2 separate regions of the Sus scrofa genome follow, and region 1 is linked to region 2. Evidence: chromatin contacts called from public HiChIP or PLAC-seq data. All regions are on one chromosome and are shown on one strand. The core of a region is the stretch at or near the end of the contact, and the rest is flanking DNA. Distances in the headings are between cores, read along the strand shown. Region 1 overlaps JARID2 (protein Jumonji). Region 2 overlaps LOC110261780 (a long non-coding RNA gene).

Evidence for each region. HiChIP or PLAC-seq counts read pairs in DNA pulled down with a chosen protein or histone mark.
Region 1: a contact with region 2 is called in an H3K27ac HiChIP or PLAC-seq map of alveolar macrophages. The contact joins two enhancer-like sites. A contact is called at or near these places in 1 of 47 Hi-C or Micro-C datasets (embryonic fibroblasts) and 1 of 2 datasets of contacts at active chromatin or transcription factors (alveolar macrophages).

What each region holds. Positions count from the first base shown.
Region 1 is chr7:11,491,663-11,494,915 of Sscrofa11.1, forward strand. The region is part of intron 3 of JARID2 (protein Jumonji); the gene reads left to right. Among named protein-coding and RNA genes, the nearest start is that of JARID2, 140 kb to the left of the region's middle. Within about 2 kb of position 1,554, at least 4 of the 83 cell types and tissues checked have an H3K27ac peak or open chromatin away from gene starts, as enhancers often do. A contact at or near this core is called in alveolar macrophages, where this site is marked.
Region 2 is chr7:11,094,589-11,097,736 of Sscrofa11.1, forward strand. All of the region lies in intron 1 of LOC110261780 (a long non-coding RNA gene), which reads right to left. Among named protein-coding and RNA genes, the nearest start is that of JARID2, 260 kb to the right of the region's middle. Within about 2 kb of position 1,258, at least 10 of the 83 cell types and tissues checked have an H3K27ac peak or open chromatin away from gene starts, as enhancers often do. A contact at or near this core is called in alveolar macrophages, where this site is marked.

The sequences.
Region 1 (3,253 bases), core at 304-2,803, 400 kb after region 2:
CATTGTGAAGCAGAATCCAAGTCAAGGGTGCTTTCTGTCTGAGGAATTGATGGGGTTTCATTGGAAGGTGGTGGACAGAGAGAGCTCAGAACAATCTGTGTATTACACATACTCAGAAAAAAAGGCATCCGTATGAACCAAAGCTACGCCTTCCTGGATAGACTCTGAAACGCGAGGTGGGTTCAGTGGCCCTGGTCTAGCTTGAGGCCCTGGAGCTGTGAATACACGTGAACTAGAGGCTTCCTGGAGGGAACTGCGGGGCATTCATCCTCCTGCCAGTTGCGGGCCAGGAGGCCACAGCCCTCCAGCCCCTGTCGTGGAAATTGGCAGAGAGGACCATGCTGTCATCTCTGAAAGAATGGCTCACAGTCCCACCAAGGGGGAAGAGAACTAGCAGACCTGACTTGGCCATCGTCTTGGGCTCCAGCTCATTGTTTCCCAGCTCTCTACGTGGAGGAATAATTTCTTTCTCAGAAGCAATAGTTTTAGCATTAATGGGATGATTTATTTAAAGTCCTTAGTACCTGGCAGAAGGGAAGCGTTCAAAGGGCATTTGTTACTGAGGTTCTAGATATGCATTACCTGACCACTTCTCATAAAAGCTGTAGCTGTGTCATAAAACAGCACACTTAAAGGGCTGTATTAAAATTGGTTTGCTTCATTCCTGAGGTCTGGGCGCCAGCCTGTAATTAGACCTCCCCCTAGGACTTGGGGAGCAGAAACCCTGACCTAGGTAGCTAGCAGGAAATGATCCCTCTTTTGTTTTTCGCAGCAGGTCATCCCTCAGTGCTGTTGGGAAACCTGCCCAGTAGGAATAGGAAGAGTTGGGTGTGTGGGGGTGGGGCGCCCCACATGCGCACAGAGCGCTCGAGGCCGGTTTCTGAGCTGGCACTTGGTTCATGAAAGAAGATGGGTCTGTACCAGCTGGCTTGGTGGGGAGAGGCCTGAGGCCCAAGGTGGGTGGATGGAGAAAGTACATGAGGATGGCAACCAAACTTTAGGTCAGTGTCAAAGAAAGGACATTCTTAGGGCCTTTATTTTCAGAAGCTTTTTATCTTTTTATTTATTAAAATTTTTTTTTGTGTGTGGGGCCTCATCCATGGCCTGTGGAAGTTCCTGGGGTCAGGGATCGAATCTGTGCCACAGCTGTAACCAGAGCCCCAGCAGTAGATCCTTAACCCTCTGAGCCACCAGGGAACTCCTCAGCAGCCTTTTAGAAGTGATAGTGGCTATGTTATATAACCATTCACCCCGCAATCTGTCAAATCATCAACCCCAAGTTTCTGGATTCCAGCCCTTTAAAGCAATAGTGGATGCATCAAAAAGTTGGTACATTGTTATGATACGCCCTGACTTGGTCTTAGAATTCTAGTTCTGCCCTGGGTATCTCTATGAGCAGTCATCCCTTCCTTGGTTTTCTCCTTAAGTAAAATAAAACCCTCACCCCCCCTTTGGCTCACTTGGTTCTGTTTTAGTGATGAGTGATGACAGGGTGTGTCTAAGGGAGGCTTATGGCCTTCCAGCTTGCTCCATGCCCTGTGGTCTGGGGTTAGGAAATGTTTGGATGCTTTTGCAGAAGCTGGAGGGGCGTGGCAAGGCCATAGATAGGAGGGGGGCTCTGGTGTGCGCATCCTCCCTGCACCAGAAGTACAGGGGGCTGGCTTCTCTGCTCATGTAGGAAGGAGGCAGTGAGCCTAGAGCCCTCTGTGGGTTTACACCTCTCAGTGCCTGTATCCTGGAGCAAGAGGCGAGTCTAACGCAGAACAGTTTCATGTGGCACCTTGTTCCTGAGTCTAGGTGCTTGCTGACCGTTCACCCTCCAGCTGTATCAGGATCACCTAAAACCATTTGTGATTTAAACAAAACAAAACACTTCTGTGGGGTAATGACTTTGCACAGAAGGTTTTTCTACATTCCTTAGCTTTCTGCATGAGCTTGTGGCTTTTGAATGCTTCTAGCCTCCCTGTTCCTTCTCCCCTCCTGTAAGAACTAGACCAGCGCACCGTGAGCCATTGCTGTGTTGAAGGCGATTGGTCCGCCTGCTGCTCTCCTTTCACCCCGCCGTCTGTCTGACGTGTCCTGTGGACTGGGTCCTCGCAGAGGACAGCAGAGAGATGAGGAGCTGCTGCCACCTGCACGCTTGGCTGTTGGGTCTTGAGACAAAATGCAGAAACATTCTGTAGATGAGCACTGGCCGGGAAAGCTCTCTGTGATGATGGAGATGTGACATCTGCGTTGTCCTAAAGGGTAGCCACTAACTAGCCAGTTGTGACTCCTGATTCCTTGGTACGTGGTTGTTCTGGCTAGTTTTAGTTAATTTTCAAAGCCACCTGGTGACCTGAGTTACAAATGAGGCCTTGCAGTTACAGAGACAGGCTGAGCGGTTCAAGTCTCCTCTCTTATTCTCCTCATGCTCTATTTTTGTTGTTGTTCTTGTCTTGTTGCCTGGAAGTCCTTTTAGATAGCCATTGTGGTTAATTTCAGAAGCATGCTCTTGGTCTTCTAGGTAGACAGTTGCTGACGAAGTGAAAGGATAAGGACGTTTGATTTAAGTGCCTTTTAGTGTTTGAGGCAATTTCAGAATACTTGTGCTCGTGGTATTATGTCACGATATTCATATTATGCTTGACTTCAATACAGAGATGTGTCATCGGCTTCAAAATGGTCTACTGTTCTCATGTAGCTTAGGCAGGTTTTTTGTCAGTGCCTCATAAGCAATGTCTCACATATTCACTTTTATTCTTTAAGGACCTTGTTTTGTGATTGGGAACTACACCTGTGATGGCAGCACACCTGTTTTCCTTGTGATACCATTTAAATCATTTCTGAGATTTCCTTTAACTTTTACAGAAATTAATTTTAATTATGGTAAATTTGGAAATTTCAGAAAATCACAAAGACTGCCACTGGGGAGAATACTGATTTTTGCCACTAGTTTTATTTTCCTCTGATCTGCTTTCTATATGTGTGTGTGTATGTATATAAATGTGTGTGTGTGTGTGTGTGTGTGTGTGTGTATTTAAGCCCAACATAATTGTTTTATGCTTTGGATTCTCTGTAGTTTAAATTTCATTGTCTTTCCTCATGTTAGTGTTTGAAAATGTGATTTTTTTAAAAAAATCATGTGAAATATTAAAAAAAATGTGTAAGCATTTCTTACTTAGCATTAGTCTTCACTGTGGTACCAGAGACTTTAAGGAAAAATACCATGAAGAATATACACAAAATTGTTAAAGGTGATTGATGTAATTTC
Region 2 (3,148 bases), core at 8-2,507:
GAACCTCCAAATGCCACAGGTGCAGCCCTAAAAAAAAAAAAAAAAAAAAAAAAGGCAAGTAAATAAATAATAAAAAAAGAAAGAATTTATTGATGCAAAATTCCTTCCTCCTGGAACTCCTTCCATTCCCCCATTCCAAAAAAACAAAGCAAACACCCATAAAGTGAGTAATAGAAAGGAAGAGGCATGGAATAAGATAGGTGCCTTGGAGGAAAAAAATGCTTGGAGTTTTTCACATTTCATGTCTTCTAGTCTGAAGGCAGTATGTCAACAGTGTTCACAAAGGAAAGGGTATGATCCAGAAAAAAACAGCTAAGAATTCTTCCTTACAGTCTGGGCTACCAAACGTCAGCTTCGTCCCCTGCAACAGTACCGGGCCGTGCTGTTTATAATTCAAGCATCCCCTCAACAGCTCACAAGCACAACTTCGCAACCGGAAAACCACCTCGGTGGGCTTCTGCCTCTGACACACCCAAGTGGAACATCTGATGAAATGCGGGATTTTCAGATAGAGCAGTGTCCTCTCCATTCCAGTGAGTTCATACATGAAGTGGAGTCTGAGTAAATAGAATTATGTGCGATTTAAGAATTCTTTTTTCAAAATGAACCAACTCATGAAATTTTCATAGAAAGGAAATAGAAAATCAAGGGCAGGATGTAAAAATGTGAACAATCACAGAAGCAAATGTGTTAAGTGGGAACTTCCTAAAGGGTTTTTACTGTCTCTGGTTATATATTCTACTTATCGCCAAAATTGGGACTAACAAGCTTCTGTTTTCCTCAGCAGATTTCCTGAAGGAAGGAAGCAAAGGAAGCAGTGTTCAGTGTGTCCCTTCTGGAAGCTGCTCTGGGCATGTTTCCCCCTGTCCAGCCGACCTCAAAGTACGGCTAATACCGAATCAATCCTGAAGGGTCTGGCAGCAACAAAAGGTGTTGACTACAGCAATGAAAGGCCTACTTAACCCAAGCGCTGTGCACATAGAGATGCTTTTGCCCCTGCTTCTGGGAGCCTGGCATCCACGCCAGGTCAGGCCCTTCACACAAGCCCCTTATAGCCCCAGGAAAGAGGCAGGGAAAGCCCAGATGGGAAAGGGCCCATGTTTAGACGTCCACAATCTATCATGCCAAAGGGAAAGCAAGGAAAATATTTAACCGACAACCAAACCGGAACAACTGGGCCAGAAGGCAAACAGCGAAGGTGTGCTGAGGGATCGAGGGGCTTTCCACGCTCCAGTAGCTGCTGCGAGATTCACTTCCCCCTGCTGTCCTTCCTCCTTCAGAGTCCTGCCTCCCTCTAACCCTGGCTCAGAGAGATCCTCGGAAAGCTGCCGGGCTGATAATGTTGGCCTGTGCAGAGCTCAGGGCTTGGGCACACGGTTGAAAGGCAAATGATCTGAACCTCAAAGGCAGATTAGGCCGCTTTTACAGCACCGCCAGCTTCTGTGGTTTCTATTTTCTCCCAGGATTTTTTTTTTTTTAATTTAAAAAAAACTTTTTTAACAAAATGCACATTCATATTTTATTTCCTAAAGATGACTGAACTTTTCAACCAGGAAAATCCCCTTTAGGTCAAATAACATCCTCAACTACTACGTGCGAGTAATTGCATCATAATTTCCTTTGATGGAGAAAACAGGATGACAAAAGGCTAGTGTAGCTTATGTAACTCTATAAATACGTATATCACAGCAGCCTTGACAGATACGTGAAAAACTTATGTAGGAGACATTATTTATTCACCACCCCCAGTCTCCCCCCTGCCAATGCTGCCCTCTGTGCCGGCGCCCCCTCTTTAAGGGTTAACCTCACAGGTTGTCCTAGGGCCAGGGGTCACAGATGCTGGGACCAGCTCTCAGGGCAGACAGAGATTTAGGAAGGAGAATATTATTTCGCCCATAACTCATCTCTGCCTGTCACTTCCTCTCCTCTTAACAGTAGAGAGCAGAAATGCAGCGGACACTAGAGGTGCGGGGCGGGGAGCTGTCAGTCCTGAATCACATGGTTTCCTCATACCCACCAAGGGTGTGATGGCTAAAAGGCCCAGGACACAGAAGGTTTGAATTTTCAATGGTAGTATCTCAAGAAGAGAGTGACCAACGAAAATCTGAGATTCTCCATTGATAAAACTAGGAATAGATGGTATCTACTGAAAAAGCCAAAGCCTTGAGCTGGAGGTTAGCTACCCCTAAAGGGTAGAGTAACACACACACACACACACACACACACACACCCCAACAACATGTTTCCCGCAAGCAGTCTTTCTGACATCTACCAACACAAATGTTGGCTACTGACATGAAAAGGCGAAAAAGCTGGTACTGCAGTGTCTTGCCCTGTCTTAAGCAGGCAGTCAATTAACACTGAACGACTGAATGAGGCAGAGCAAAGCAGCCCTGGCCACCACCCAAAGGACAGCACAGGTTCTGTCACTCCCGCACCGGGACAAATTACGTCTGGAGGCTGGGCAAACTGGGGCCACGCCCACGCTCACGTCCCATCTTTCATCCAGGCAGGTCCCAAAAGCCTTGTCTGGCGCAGCTGATGGATGGCCCCGGAATGGCCTTGTCTGCTGCCAGGGTGAGGCGCGGCAGCTGTTTAACAGCCCTGCAAGTGACCCTGGTCGGGACTTCCACGGCAGGAAGCGCAGAAGAATAGCGTGTCCACTTAGAGCCACCACAAAGGCAGCGGGAGGAGGGACCGCCTCCCTTGGAAGCGGGCAGCCCGGCCTTCTAATTACTCACACACAAACAGGGGCGGGGGTGGCGGGGAAGGGAGGGGGAAGGGCTCGAAACCGCTCCCAGGGCATCGTTCCCCTGGAAGAGGTTGGGGCCTGCAGCCCTTGTGAGTGGAACACAGATCAGGAACATTAAGCCTCTGCCCGAGACTCGTAAAACGACACCCCATTCTTGGCTCGTCTCTGGTGCGTCCTGGGGGCTCCTTCAGTTGTCCGTCTCACAGGCAACTATCGTGCTATGTTATCTCCATAGTCAAAGAAGCCTCACACAGCCTGGAGCCCCTTCCTGGGCCCTACTCCCCCTGGGTGCCCCACTCACTGGTTTTCTCCCCCCACATCCTTTGAAGGAAGGAAAAAAGGAAGCAAAAACACTAATCTGAAAAGATAGCTGCACGCCAGGATTTACAGCAGCGT